2 separate regions of the Mus musculus genome follow, and region 1 is linked to region 2. A link is a contact called in public Hi-C data. All regions are on one chromosome and are shown on one strand. The core of a region is the stretch at or near the end of the contact, and the rest is flanking DNA. Distances in the headings are between cores, read along the strand shown. Region 1 holds the start of Wdr45 (WD repeat domain 45). Region 2 holds the start of Plp2 (proteolipid protein 2).

Region 1 (6,745 bases), core at 315-2,814, 51 kb before region 2:
CTGTCCCCCAAATCATTTCTTCTTCCTCACCACTTGGTCTATTTTGTTTTGAGATAGGGTCTTGCTATGTATCCCTGGCTGTCCTGGTACTCCCTATGTAGCACAGGCTGGCCTTCAATTCCCAGCAGTCCTCCAGCCTCCACTTCCTGAGGGATGGGATTATAGGCGTATGCCACCACGCCTGGCTTCCTCCCCATTTTGATACTTTTCTTTGCCAGACTGTAAAAAACAAAAACAAGTGGAGGATACCTCAGAGTATCTGTTTAAACCAAGACCACAGGCAGAACGTATCCCGGCCCATAATGACAAAAAGCCTCATAACAGGCACAAACACCAAGCATGGGGTAATGGGGTAGGGAATATCCCATGGTACCTCCTCCCCCCTCCCAGCCATTCTTAGCTCTAATGTTTGATATGACCTCAAACCTCTCTACAAGCTATTCATCTGCACACCGGCACCCAACTCCACCTGTCAATAAATAGTGGAACAAAAGCTAAGGTTTCAAAAAAAAAAAAAAAAAAAACAAAAAAAAAAAAAAAAAGCTAAGGTTTCCTGCATCTTCACTGCCGTGAATGGCCCATCACCCACAGAACTGCCCTCCTCAAGCCCTTCTAACTTTACCTGGAGGCTTATTCGCCTCCAGGGTATCTCATTTACATCCTCCCATGCAGCATACTTTCCCCAAACCCTTCTCTCATATGACCAACTCTCAAGGCAAAGGCAAGCCTGAGAACCCCCTCCACTCCCTCTACTTAAGTCCTAAAGACCAATCCACACCCTACCCCACACCCGAGGCATTACTCTGACATTCCAAATTCTTCACATGTGACACATTCCATTCCCTATACTGTCTACCCACGACCCCTAAGCTTACACAATGTTACTCATGAGTCCCCTCCCCCTAAAATTTGTCCCTTTTGTCTCCATGCTATCTCTTGAAGGTTCTGCCCTAGGGCACGCTAGCCCCACCCCCTCCCAAAAAAAAAACCCATATCCTGCCTAGGAAAACCTCAACCTACCAATGCTGCTGCTGCTGCTGCTCTGACTCCCTCCCCTAAACATTCCTGCCCTAAAAACCTCGTCCTTTTTTCAAATCCCATCTCTTCCAAGACCTCTCTTCAGGCACACCTATCAGCTAAGATCGCAAATCTACTTTTCTCGCGTAAAACTTGGGTCTTGCTTCTACATGAGCCATACTCTGGAGAGCACTAGCTTCCAAGAGCCCTTTTTAAATCTATGCTCCAAATGCCCACACTAACGAAGAACCCTAATTGAAACGCCTCACCCTCTCCCAAAAGCCATGATCCTTTCCAAGACAGCACCGACTCAAGCCCCCATATCCCCAGCCATCCATCACCTGTCAAGACCTCTAGTAGAAACACCCAACCCATGACCGTGACCAACCCTTGGATCTTGCTCCAGATGCGCGTCACCTCTGCCGACTTGATCACCCCTCCCCGACCCCTGCCCTAGCCGTTGGTGCCGCCTGCGGCACAAATTTCTGACCTCCCGGGCTTTGGTGCCCAGCTCTGCTGTTTACATCAGGTCTTACTTCCGGAGGAGGGAGTCTGTGAACGGAAGTGACTCATTCTGGGCAGAGACTCCAGCCAGGGCTCTTCTCACCCACTTGGCGGACCTGTGGAGCATCCCGAGCAGTAGTAGAGTCCTCCGAGGGAAGTTCCGGAAAAAGAATGAGGGCGGATTAGGGGACTGGAGGCACAAAAGACTGCCCAAAGGCAGGACTGTCTAAGGGAACCCGGGAAAGGGCTTGCCCCCACCCCCAAACGGAAGCGGGCCAAGCATTGAACTCGTTAACTCACGGAGAGATAGAGGGGCAAACCTCCCAGGCTAACGAGTTCTCCGAGTTGGGCTAGAGTGGCTATCAATGTTTGTTTACCTTGTGGCTCTGGGTGCTCCTGGCTGGAATAAAAGATCTTGAAAGTTGAGATCAGCTTGAGTAGGGGAAAGATAAGAGTGGAATTTTACTTTCTTTTCCCCACCCTATTCCTAGCTCTTTACAAAAAGATCCTTTGTTACCGTAAAATGTGAGTGCTCCGGGCGTGATTGCTCACACACCTGTAGTGCTAGTAGTTGGCGAGGGACAGTCGAGGTTGTCTTGGGCTACATGAGGTCCTGTCTTTTTTAACAAAAGCTACAAACAGAGAATGCTTACATGGAAACACAAAAGGCCCCAAATTGCACACTGGAAATATTAGAGTGTTGAGATAAGTGCAATATGCACGACAGTTGTGAGAAATAATAAACGAGTTAGTACTGGCTGTTGAAACAGGATCGGAGGGTTTGTGCCATCCTGAGTTACAAAAAAAAGTCAATAAAAGGGAAAGAAGAATGGGGAACTACCTTGCATTTACCATAATCAGAGCCATAATAGTTAACACTCTGCTTCTGTCTTTACTTATTTTAATTTTTATGTTTTTTTTTATTTTTTTCGAGACAGGGTTTCTCTGTATAGCCCTGGCTGTCCTGGAACTCACTCTGTAGACCAGGCTGGCCTCAAACTCAGAAATCCACCTGCCTCAGCCTCCCAAGTGCTGGGATTAAAGGTGTGCGCCACCACAGCCTGGCCTAAAGACCTTTAGTCTTAATCACCCCTTCCTTTCTATAGTCCCTCCTCTATACTGACCTCCATACTTAATCCTTCTGTTGTAGTTTCCCCTGTTATCCCTTTATATGATTCTATTCTATATCCCATATCCTTAGAAGATTCCCTCCTCCCGGCTACTGTACCATTCTTTAGCTGTGCATCCACAGGCAAGTTGCTGAATCCCACTGAGCCCTGGCTTCCTTACCTATCAAATGTGTTAAACAATAATCACAGCCAACACTCCCTTTCTTTGACTGTTTCCATTTCTCTGTGTGTGTGTATACATGTGGTGCATGTGTGTGTATGTATCATTTTGCATGTGTGTGTAGGCACACATGCATGAGTATGTATACATGTGGGGGCCCAGTGTTGACATTGGGAACCATTCTCAGTCACCCTTGTATTTTGTTCATTGAGGTGAAGGCTTTATTAATGAAAGGAGAAGTATCAGCTCAGGACCCAAGACCAAGTTCTCAGCAAAAAAGATTTATTTATCCCAGAGGGGCAGAGGGCAGGGAATAAGAGACAAAGACAAGAGATAGAGGAGGGAGGAGCAGGGGAAATGGACCAAGGAGAAAGCCAGACAGGCGTTGCATATAGGAAAAAGGAGGTCTATAAAGGTAAAAGGGGAAACCCCATGTTAGGATGAGGTGTTTCATTTTAACTGGGCCTGTTAATTAGGGGAGCCAAAGGGCCACTTTTGATTGCTGGATTTCAACAGTTGATAGCTTGACCTTGTTAATCAGCATCAGGAGGAGGAAGTGGATAAGTAAGGAATAGACCTTGGGGACTAGCTTTAGGAATGGAATCTAATGGTTTTTAGCAAGGAAGAGGGAATGAGAAGGGCAAGGCCTGCCAGAGCCAGGTTGGCCATGCTCAAGCTGGCCAGAGTCCCTCCAATTAACATGTAATCTTCTGTTTAACCTCATCTTTTCTTTCTTTCTTTCTTTCTTTCTTTCTTTCTTTCTTTCTTTCTTTCTTTCTTTCTTTCTTCTTGTTTGTTTTTTGAGACAGGGTTTCTCTGTATAGCCCTGGCTGTCCTGGAACTCACTTTGTAGGCCAGGTTGGCCTCGAACTCAGAAATCTGCCTGCCACCGCCTCCCGAGTGCTGGGATTAAAGGCGTGCGCCACCACGCCAGGCTTAACCTCATCTTTTCTTAAAGATTTATTTATTTTATGTATGTATGAGTACACAGTATCTGTCTTCAGACACACCAGAAGAAGGAATCACATCCCATTACAGATGGTTGTGAGCCACCAAGTGGTTGCTGGGAATTGAACTCAGGACCTCTGGAAGAGCAGCCAGTGCTCTTACCTGCTTAGCTATCTCTCCAGCCCTAACCTCATCTTTTTTAACCTACTCATGATATTTCATAATTCAAATATAGCAGTTGTACTGGCTAGTTTTGTGTCAACTTGACACAGCTGGAGTTATCACAGCTTCAGTTGAGGAAATGCCTCCATGAGATCCAGCTGTAGGGTTATTTTCTCAATTAGTGATCAAGGGGGAAAGGCCCCTTGTGGGTGAGACCATCTCTGGGCTGGCAGTCTTGGGTTCTATAAGAGAGCAGGCTGAGCAAGCCAGGGGAAGCAAGCCAGTAAAGAACATCTCTCCATGGCCTCTGCATCAGCTCCTGCTTCCTGACCTGCTTGAGTTCCAGTCCTGCTTCCTTGGTGATGAACAGCAGTATGGAAGTGTAAGCCAAATAAACCCTTTCCTCCTCAACTTGTTTCTTGGTCATGATGTTTGTGCAGGAATAGAAACCTTGACCAAGACAGCAGTGTTTAGCCCTTCCGTTATAAATGGCCATTTAAGTTCTTTATGGTCCTGTGTGGCCAACTCTGTGTCTCTCTCTCACTTTGAGGGGAGAGATGGGCTTGGGGCAACACTTCCTTATAATGAAACTTACTTTGAAGTCATCAGTCTTCCTTTTATGTTTTTTCTAAAATCCCTTTGTCTTTTGACAGTGTGGACAGTTTCATTTATATAATGGGTTTTCCTTGCTTAATCCTCTCCATCCCCTTCTCTCATTGCCCCTCCTTCTCCTGCTGGAACCCTTTTCTCCCAACAAGCACCCGTTCTACTTTAATGGCTTCTTTTGGTGGGTGGCGCACCAAATCTTGAGAATGGGCAGGAGGTGATTTGCCAACTTATCAGTGCCTATACCACTGAAGGAAACTACATCATTTTCCCTAACAACACTTAATTGCCTGAAAGGAGGGGTGGGACCCACTTCTCCCACTCATAACAAAGTGTTGGCGATGAGCTCAGTCTTGTGCCAGTCCTGTGCAGACAATCACAGCTTCAGTCATGAGTGCAAAGGCAAAGTCAGCTTCAGGAGACATATTTTTGGTATACATCTCCTCGTTCTCTGGCTCTCACATCCTCTCTCCCCTTTCCCTTTGATGTCCCCTGAGTCTTGGAGGGGGTGATATGATATAGTGGTCCCATTCTGTTCCAAGCCCTCCCTTTTCTTTACCAGGTATGGGTTTGTGCATTAACCACTGTCCTCTGTACTCAGAAGCTGATCTGATGAAAGCTGGGAACAGTACTAACCTCATGGCGGAAGTATGGGCAGGTTCAGTTGTCCTTTGAGAGCTTAAATTCCTGATCCTCATGCCACTGAGGCAGGAGAAAAAAGTATGGGGACTCGGTAAAGAAAAATTGCCCTCTTAGGGGTTGGAGAGATGGCTCAGTGGTTAAGAGCATTTGCTGCTTCTCCAGAGGACTCAAATTGGGATCTCAACACACATCAGGTGGCTCACAACCACTTGTAACTCAGCTCCAGGGTTTCTGGTACCCTATTCTGGCCTCTGAGGGCATCCACACTAACAGGGCATTTAGTTAACACATACACATAGATAAGAAGAAAATCGAACTAAATAATTAGCTATTCTTCTAGAGTGTGGTTGAAGCTACTTGCCAGCTGAAAATCAAGGATTCTAGCAGAGGCTCAAGTGTGTGGTAAAGGTTGTCAACGTAGAGACTCTTTCTTTTAAATAGAAATATTCTCAAGCAGTCCACTAGTAGCACACACCTTTAACCCCAGCACTCAGGAGGCAGAGGCAGGTGAATCTCTGCGTGAGTTTAAGGCCAGCATGGATACAGTGAGTTCCAGGACAGCCAGGGTCACACAGAGAATTCCAGCCTTGGAGGGAAAAAAAAAAAAAAGGAAGTCTTAAACACAATTTGGGCCTGAGAGATGGTTCAGCAGTTAAGAGCACTCGTTCTTTCAGAGGACCCGGGCTTTCCTCCAAGCTCCCACATGGTAGCACATGACCATCTGTGACCCCTTCTTTCCTCTAATGGCGCCAGACAAACGTATGGTGCAATACATATATACAGACAAAACATTCACGCATACACGTAAAATAAATCTGAAAAAAAAAAGATAGCACCTCCCCTCTTGAGAATGATTTCTTTGGGGCCAGTGAGATGGCTCAGCATGTGTGTGCACTTGTCACCAAGCCTGACGACTTGAGTTCATTGGCGGAAGGAGAGAACTCACTCTAGAAAATTGTCCTCTGACCTCTACAAGCACATCATGGAACACATGCCCCCTCCTGAAACACGCAAAATAAATGGAAAATTTTATTTTATTTTTTGAGGTCCAATCATACTGTGTTTACTTGAATTGTCTGATATTCACTATATTGTCCAGGCTGGGCTTGAACTCCTAACAATCCTCCTGCCTCAGCCTCCTGAGTGTTAGGATTACTGGTGTGAGTTATCATGCTGTTTCCTTCCATCCAAAGATTCTTAAGCCTTAATTTTATCCAGAGTGGGCCTTGCAACAGAGTATTATATAGGAAACTAGGTCTTATTTTCATACCCTCCCCTGTACTTGGCGACTCTCCATGCAGGGGTTGTGTGCTGACCTCCTTCTGTGTCCTTGGTCCACTTCAGTGCCAGTACTTGCCTGCTTTTATAACCATGTGTGATTCAGATCTTCAGAATACATTTTGAGTATGTGTTTTGTTTGCATGTATGTCTGGGCACCATGTACACTCCATGTTTGAGGAGAGTGTCAGAACTCTGGGAGTTCCGGGCCACTCTACCTATATAGTGAGCCAGCCAGGGATACACAGTGACACCTCATTTCAAACAAACAAAACCAACAAGAATCTATTAAATAATT
Region 2 (7,595 bases), core at 3,265-5,764:
TTCAAAGGCCTCAAGACATGGATGGCAGTAGGATCAAGGAGGTTGGAGGACATCGGAAGACAGGTGAGGTGGTGGATTTCCCAGAGAAGAGAGGCAGGCAGAGATCAGAGAGGGGAAGGGGAGGCTCAGAGAGTGGAAAGGCTGGATCCTGAGGAAAAAGAGGTTGCCTAACCACCTGAGAAGCCCTGTGGATTCCATCTCCCAGATACTCTTTTAGAGAGTAGGGAGTTTACTCGTGAGAGACAAAGAAAAGGGCTGGCAAGAGTGCTCAGTAGATGAAGATGTTTGTCACCAAGCCTGATGACATTGAGCTTGATCCCTAAGGTCCCACACAGTGGCAGGAGAGACCTGATCCAACCCCCACCCCCACCCCCCAATCTTTAAGAACTGATCAGTAACTGAAAGAGCAGGGAGCCAAAGAAGGAGAGGTGAGAGAGAAGAGATTTGGAACACTCACAAGGGGAAAGCTTCGTGGTTCAAAAGCCAAGATCAGGGTTTGATTGCCTTTGGGCAATGATTTCTGTGGAGCATGTCCTGGATTGAAGAGGTATATTTATTTGGAGGCGGGGATGTTGAGGTTTGTGATGGAGTGACACCTTTAGGCCTTGATGAGAATTGTCTCTAAGGGCTTTTCTGGCCACTCTTAGCTAAGGCCCCGATTTCCATTGTCTATTCCACCACCCAATCTAACCCCTAGTCTTGCTATCTCCAGATCGCAGCCTAGATCCTAGGGGAAGCAGGGTGGAGTCTCGCAGCACCATTTCCCCAGTTCACCACCGGCCCAAGACCCGGACCAGTCCCAGACCTAGTCCAGAGGCAGTGGCTATTGGCCACGTGGTTCGCGCAGTGGAGCACCCCACAGAAGACCTGGAAAACCGTATCCCTGGTACCCCTGGGCCCTGGCTGGTGCCCAGCGAGGACCGGCTCTCGCGGGCTCTAGGGGTTCGGGGTGGGGGCGCGCAGCTTGCTCTGGAGATGGCAGCCGGAAGGCGGAGGCATTGAGCACCAATAGACAGCTTTGTGCTCACTAGGTGAGGTCCCATAAGGTTCTAGCATGCAGGACCGCCAGGCTCTAAGCTTTTCCCTTAGAGCTTTAACCTGGTTTAGTACCTTCCCACTGCACATTGCACAGTGGAGTGGTCCCCACCCCTTCAAGACGCCAGTGGTATGGCCCTCCCAGAGCCCAGAGCGCTCGCACCCCACCACCCCCACGTCCGCGTGCGCGCAGCTTCTCCTAGTCCCTTCCCGACCGGGAGGTAATAAAATAGTTGGATCCAGTTCTGACTTGCTAGGTGCTCTAGGCGGGGTGAGGTTTCCCAGTCCACCCTGGAAGGGAGGGGTGGCTTGATCTGGTTTCGATGAAGTCCCTTCGAAACCACCCGAAAGCTACGTGCAGCTTCCTTCATGCCTCCAGATGGGTCTTTATTTCTGCTTGCTTCCCAGTTTGCTTTGCTAATCCCTGCCCTTCATTCATTCATTTCACTTTCCGAGTACGCACATTACTGCTTGTGATGTGGGGAATGCAGAAGTAGGCCTGTTGTGGGAGTGTCCCAGTAAACTCAGGATTCCCGCATGGAATTCTTCAGACCCTTAGCTGACATCAAGATAGCAAATCTAGAATTCTGGCGCCTTCCTCCACCCAGAGTCTGTGGTCTCCCACTTCCGGCTTGGAAAAACTAGCTTTAACTGTGGTGTATAGACTGCTGTCCCAGGGGCGCGGGCTGGGGCCTTGGACCCCACTTGGAGACAGAGCGGGGAAGGTGTGAGTCAGCGCCTCCAGTAGGCCAGGCTAAAAAGGGCTGTTAGAAGAAGTCTTTGGGCCACGCCTCCTCTTTTCCTTAGACGGTGACAAACTGCACCAGGCGGTCCTAGCCTGGGACGAGACTAAAGTTTCCTCCGCCCTGGGAGTTGAATCCTACTGTCAAAAGCTTATATGGACAGTAGACTCCAACCCAGGGAGCCACAAAGCAGGTCCTGGCCAATGCTACAAATGTCCAGTCACCTTGCTGCTAACCACATCCTGCATCCTCAATCCCATCCCCCAAAGAGGGAAGTTGTGGTCTAAACAGGCAACTTTCCCCCCCACCCCATAAGGAGGAGGGGGGGAAGGGGAGAAATGACAGGTCCTGAGTCTCAGGTGGCAGTGGGGGTGGGGTGGGGCAGACTGCAATCCGAACAGGGACAGCTAGCAGCTGGGGTATAAAAAAGTGAGCACTTGAAGTGTTAGTGTGTGGTGACATGTGACTCAGAGTACAGTGGGAGTATGGTTCCCCAGAAGTCAGGAAAGGGTTCTAGTACACAGTTCCTAAACAGCCACACCCAGGGGACTAATATAGTAACCTCAGCCACCATTTACTTAGTTTAGCTTTACCCTGCTACTAGCTTTAATGGGGGTTTTTATTTCATCTACTTACATGCCTACTCAGCATTAGGTCATTTCCCAAAGGGGGAAAACGAGGCCCAGCGATCGCAAATAGACTGGATGGTGGAGAGCTCAAAGCAGGATTAGTTAAAGCTTGGTTTGGAAGCCTTTCCTCATAATCTTAACCGTATTTGACAAGTCCCAGTTGAACCTCGACCATATACCTGCTCTAGAGTAGTTCTACAGTGACTCCAGGGATAGTAAAAGTAGACCAGTGTCAGACAAGAATGACAAGAATCCATAAAAGATAACTTCCAAGAGAATTGATAGTTACAGAAATAATAATAATAATGATAATAATAATAAAGGTTATGGCTGGAGATTGTTGTATTCCTGTAATTTCTCCACGTGGCCAGCCAAGACAAGAGGATCACGAGTTCTAAGCCATGCTGGACTACCCAGTGAGAGACTGGCTCAAACAAACAACATCAAAGCAAAAAGGACCAGCTAGACTGTGGGAGGGGTGGTGGGCTGCTAGCCTGCTTGAAGACACAGCTTTTGAAGTGGAACCTGAAAGACCAGAAGCCAAATGAAGCCAACGCTGTGGGGGAGGGGCACGACAGTTATGAGAACGGCGAGTACAGAGGCCAGAGCTAAGTTTGTCATGTTCCACAAGTTCAGGTATTTGTCCCTGCTTGAATGCAGGCACTCAACACTGGGGAAAATGTTTCAACCTTTCCATTACTCAGGCATTCTCTCAACAATGGTGACTGTAAAAGGGAACCCCTTTCTTCATTTGGAAGGGACCTATGTTTGGGGCGGGGCAGGCAGGACCTTAGGGTGAATTCTAGCCTTTCAGTGATTGCGTTATACTTGAGTATAAACCAATGTCCAGAACACATTGGGGTGGGGGGAGTGTCCTGATTTCAGGTAACCAGGCACATGTCTCAGAGTTAGACACGACGAAGGCCAGAAGGAATTAATTAATTGCTTAGGAACACACCTCAAAAAGTCAACGTTTGTACCCCAAATTATACTCAAAGACCATCCCCTTACCTTGCCCAACTCTCAGCAAAAATGTGTGCTTTCTCTAGTCTTTCCCTAAAGCTTGTTTGGCCTCTCTTCTCAGAACCATAAAACAGAGGTCCAGTACCGAGGCCGAGAAGAAGTCTTGCCTGGAATTGGCCAGCACGGGTTACTGGGGGGGCTAGGCTCGAAGCAGACTGATGATATAGTCACTAGTATCCACCAGGTCGATCACCAGGTTCCGTTCCCAGTCTCTGCAGCACTGTCACCACCACTGCCCAAACTCTGGGAACTGACTGCATCCTCCTCATCCCAGTTTGGTACCAGTTGACTACAGAACCTGACCTGACCCAATCAGAAACACCTTTCAATTTTTATTCATCTCACTTATTGTGAACAATTACACCAGATCCAGGGGGAATTAAGTCTTACTACCTCAGACCCTGCCTGTTAGGTGGTTCTCAACCTCCCTAAAACTGCGACCCTTTAATACAGTTCCTCATGCTGTAGGACTCCTGACCACGACATTATTTTTGCTGCCACTTCATAAGTGCATTTTTGTTACTGTTAGGAATTGCAGTGTAAACATCTGTGTTTTCTGATGATCTCAAGGGACCCCTGTGAAAGGATCGTTGGACCCCAAAGGGGTCCTTACTCACAGGTGGAGAACCACTGCTCTATGCAAAGGGAAAACTTTTTAAAATTCAGAGCACTCCGAATTCAGGAAACATACCTGGCCTCGAGAATTTCGAGTTTAAACAGGGCCTCAGCTACCCCTTTTTCAGCTAAGGAAACTATTACTTCTTGACCTTTTGGCTAAGTTCAAAAGTAGAAAATCGAGTCACTCCCTTCCAAAGCCAGATTCCCTCGGTAGCTCTTTTGCATTAAAAAGAAAGAAAGAAAGAAAGAAAGAAGGAAAGAAAGAAAGAAAGAAAGAAAGAAAGAAAGAAAGAAAGAAAGAAAGAAAGAAAAAGTGAAGGGTCTACATATTCTTGCTCCTGGTACCTGGAGTTTCCAGGCACCTTGTAGATAAGGCTGTGTGCGGGACCCGTATCGTCTTCGGCCGCAGGGCAAAGGGGGCTTCCGGGGCGGCCTCCACCTGGCCCGGCCCCCTCCGGCCCCGCCTGCTTTGCTAGGCGCGGTGATTCATTCCCTCCTTTGCCCGGGGGGCCCCCTTCCCGGCCAGACGGCGGGACAGACGGCTGGGTGTGCAGCGACCTCGAACCCGTGAGCCAGAAAGCAGAGCTTCTGCGTCCCAGGGACTCCAGTACACCACCATGGCGGATTCTGAGCGTCTCTCGGCCCCCGGCTGCTGGTTAGCCTGCACCAGCTTCTCGCGCACCAAAAAGGGAATTCTCCTGTTTGCTGAGATTGTGAGTGTTCCCCGGCCGGAGGTTGGGTAGAGGCTGAGTGTGCAGGCTGGACCACTGGGTACGGGACTGTGGCGGTTGAGGCAGGCACGTGGTCCAGCTGCTTGCCAGTGGGATGCAGGTGGGTGAGTTTGTGGAGGAGGGTCGAAGCCAGCCAAGATGCAGGGCGTTCGGTGGGGCATGGGCGAAGGGGTGGAGAGCTGGTGGTTCACTGGTGAGGTGAGTTATCTATAACTAATGTTGGGGGCTGGGGATGTGTGGGTGCGTGTGTGGGTGTAGGTTCATAGTGGTCGGAGAGAAGGGGTCCTGGGGAGTGGGAGCCTCTCGTGGCAGGGCGTGGCCGGCCTGGGCACTAGCTGGCGGGCTGGCAGTGCGCCTAAAGGCGGGGCCTGTTGGGGTGGGGTAGAGCTAGTCCCCTCTAGGGTAGGGCGTTCCACACTTCGCCAGTTCTTCCTTGCCCATTTGGGACTGGATGGGAGGTCCTTTGCTCTTTGGATGGTTATAGGGAACCTTGGTTTTTCCATCCCCCTCCAAGTGGGCACCGCCTTTGGGTCACTCATAAAAGAGGTGCGGTTCCTTTAACGGAGCCCTGCCCTTCTAGTGTCAGTCTCCCCCCCCCCCCTTCCCAAAGGGGTTGCCTGGGGAACCGAACGTCCCTCCCCCTCAAGGCATGGACGCTGGCGCCACAAGCGCTCACAAAACACCTGGCAGAGCCACTCCCCTCAGGGAAAGGAGAACTGAAGCACATAATTCGGCATTTTTCTTACTGGTTGACCCTGGGCAAGCCACTTAACCTCTCTGTGACTCACTTTCCTCCTGTGTAAAATAAATGTATCTAGCTCATTAGATTCTCGTGATGATTAAGTGGAATACGACGTGTAAAGCCCTTAGACAATGCTTGGAAGAACACTGAGCATGCGAGAGGTGTTTCGTAATTATCAGATGTCATTTTCTCACTCCTGGTAGTTATTTGAGAAAAATGTTTTTTTTTTTTCTCTTTCTTCCCCATCCTCCCCTACCGTCTCTGGAGCGTGGGTGCAACCTAGGGCCTTGCATATGTTATGCAAATGCTCAGCCACTGAGCTACATCTTGGAAAGTAGATTTCCTCCCCTCCCCCATGGATATTTAGGTTTGAGAGCCCTCTTTTCTAATTTTTTTTTGTTTGTTTTTTTGTTTTTCAAAACAGGGTTTCTCTGTATAGATAGCCTTGGCTGCCCTGGAACTCACTCTGTAGACCAGGCTGGCCTCGAACTCAGAAATCCGCCTGCCTCTGCCTCCTGAGTGCTGGGATTAAAGGCGTGCGCCACCAAGCCCGGCTCCCTCTTTTCTAATTTAAACCATTGCTTTTAACCCGTGGCTGATTGAGCTCCGTTGCTCCCCTCTCAGATACTGTGCCTGGTGATCTTGATTTGCTTCAGTGCATCTACAACATCGGCCTACTCCTCCCTGTCGGTGATTGAGATGATCTGTGCTGCTGTCTTACTTGTCTTCTACACGTGTGACCTGCACTCCAAGATATCATTCATCAACTGGCCTTGGACTGTGAGAAAGGGGCCGGCAGTGCCGGGGCTGGGCAGGGGTTGGGACGTTGGAATGGTCTGCAGCTCTCACCTTTTTCTTGGCCCACTTCGCAGGACTTCTTCAGATCCCTCATAGCAACCATCCTGTACCTGATCACCTCCATTGTTGTCCTTGTAGAAGGAAGAGGCAGCTCCAGAGTTGTCGCTGGGGTAAGGGGCCCAAGAAACAGATGCAAAGTCTGGCCGCAGCAAGGATCATTTGGTGTGAAAACACTGTCCCTTGTCAGACACAGATCTTGTGAGAGGCAAAGGCAGCCCCTTTGTCAACCTGTTAGACTACCACGTGCTAGAACTTTGTCTCTAGTTGTAGGAAGCAAGCCCTCTGCATATGGGGCAATGGGGGTGTCTGTCCTGTGCTGAGAGGTATTGGGGAGATGGGGAGGTAGTAAGCATTCAGACTTCTGACCAGTCCCAGAGGTTTCCAGCCTTCCTAGCATGAGACTGGCGTCACTAACCTACAAGGGCCCCTCCCTGGAGGTGGATACAAAGACATGGGGGCTCAGTAGCAATGCCCCCTAATCCAGTCTCTTCACTCCTATCTATCCAGATACTGGGCTTACTTGCTACGTTGCTCTTTGGCTACGATGCATACATCACCTTCCCTCTAAAGCAGCAAAGACATACAGCAGCTCCCACTGGTAAGTGTGTGTGTGTACACGTATGTGCACACGTGTGTGCATGAACACTGAGAGCAGAAACAAACAAAAGGGCTGGGCAGTGGGAGCAAACACCTTTAATCCCAGCACCCTGGAGGCAGATCTCTGTGAGTTCAAAGCCAGCTTGGTCAATATAGTAAGTTCCAGGACAGCCAGAGGTATACATAGTTAGAACCTGTTTTTTTGTTGTTGTTTTTGGTTTTTTTGTTTTTAAAAAAAAAAAAATTAAGGGAAAAAAAAGGAAGAAAAAGGAAAAGGACCTCCTAGGGGAAGATATGACTGCCAACTGTGTCCCTTATTGATTCTTAATGTCTTTTGTGTCATGAAATGCCATGTGTCAGCATTCCTGTCTGTATAAATAGGCCTCTAGATTCATCGATGCTTTCTTTCTTCCTCCTGCAGACCCCACTGATGGCCCGTGATCGTCTTTCAGCTGTCTCTGCTACCTGTCAATAGCTCCTCCATCAAAAACTTTCCTCCTGTCGGGCGGTGGTGGTGCTCGCCTTTCCTCCAAGCTCTCAGGAGGCAGAGGCAGGTGGATCCCTGTGAGTTTGAGGCCAGGGCTACACAGTGAGATCCTGTCTCTAAAACAATTCCTTC

Evidence for each region. A called contact is a pair of places that touch in the nucleus more often than the background predicts.
Region 1: a contact with region 2 is called in a Hi-C map of granulosa cells, with 2.3 times the contacts expected there. The contact joins the promoter of Wdr45 here to the promoter of Plp2 in region 2. A contact is called at or near these places in 9 of 39 promoter capture datasets (the 3T3-L1 cell line, the SN4741 cell line, cranial neural crest and 5 more), 13 of 484 Hi-C or Micro-C datasets (B cells, CD4 T cells, Sertoli cells and 5 more), 15 of 115 datasets of contacts at active chromatin or transcription factors (the 230-238 cell line, CD8 T cells, the HPC-7 cell line and 8 more) and 3 of 9 other capture datasets (adipose tissue, liver and pancreatic islet).

Annotation. Positions count from the first base shown.
Region 1 is chrX:7,717,039-7,723,783 of GRCm38.p6, reverse strand. It overlaps Wdr45 (WD repeat domain 45), which reads right to left and starts at 1,564. Exons shown (of 11, transcript NM_001290792.1): 1 at 1,406-1,564.
Region 2 is chrX:7,668,309-7,675,903 of GRCm38.p6, reverse strand. Plp2 (proteolipid protein 2) reads left to right here and starts at 4,514. Exons shown (of 5, transcript NM_019755.5): 1 at 4,514-4,761; 2 at 6,146-6,301; 3 at 6,394-6,489; 4 at 6,887-6,977; 5 at 7,398-7,595. The coding sequence starts at 4,666. The coding sequence ends at 7,417. It overlaps Magix (MAGI family member, X-linked), which reads left to right. Exons shown (of 6, transcript NM_018832.2): 5 at 1-63; 6 at 713-2,738. The coding sequence ends at 1,002.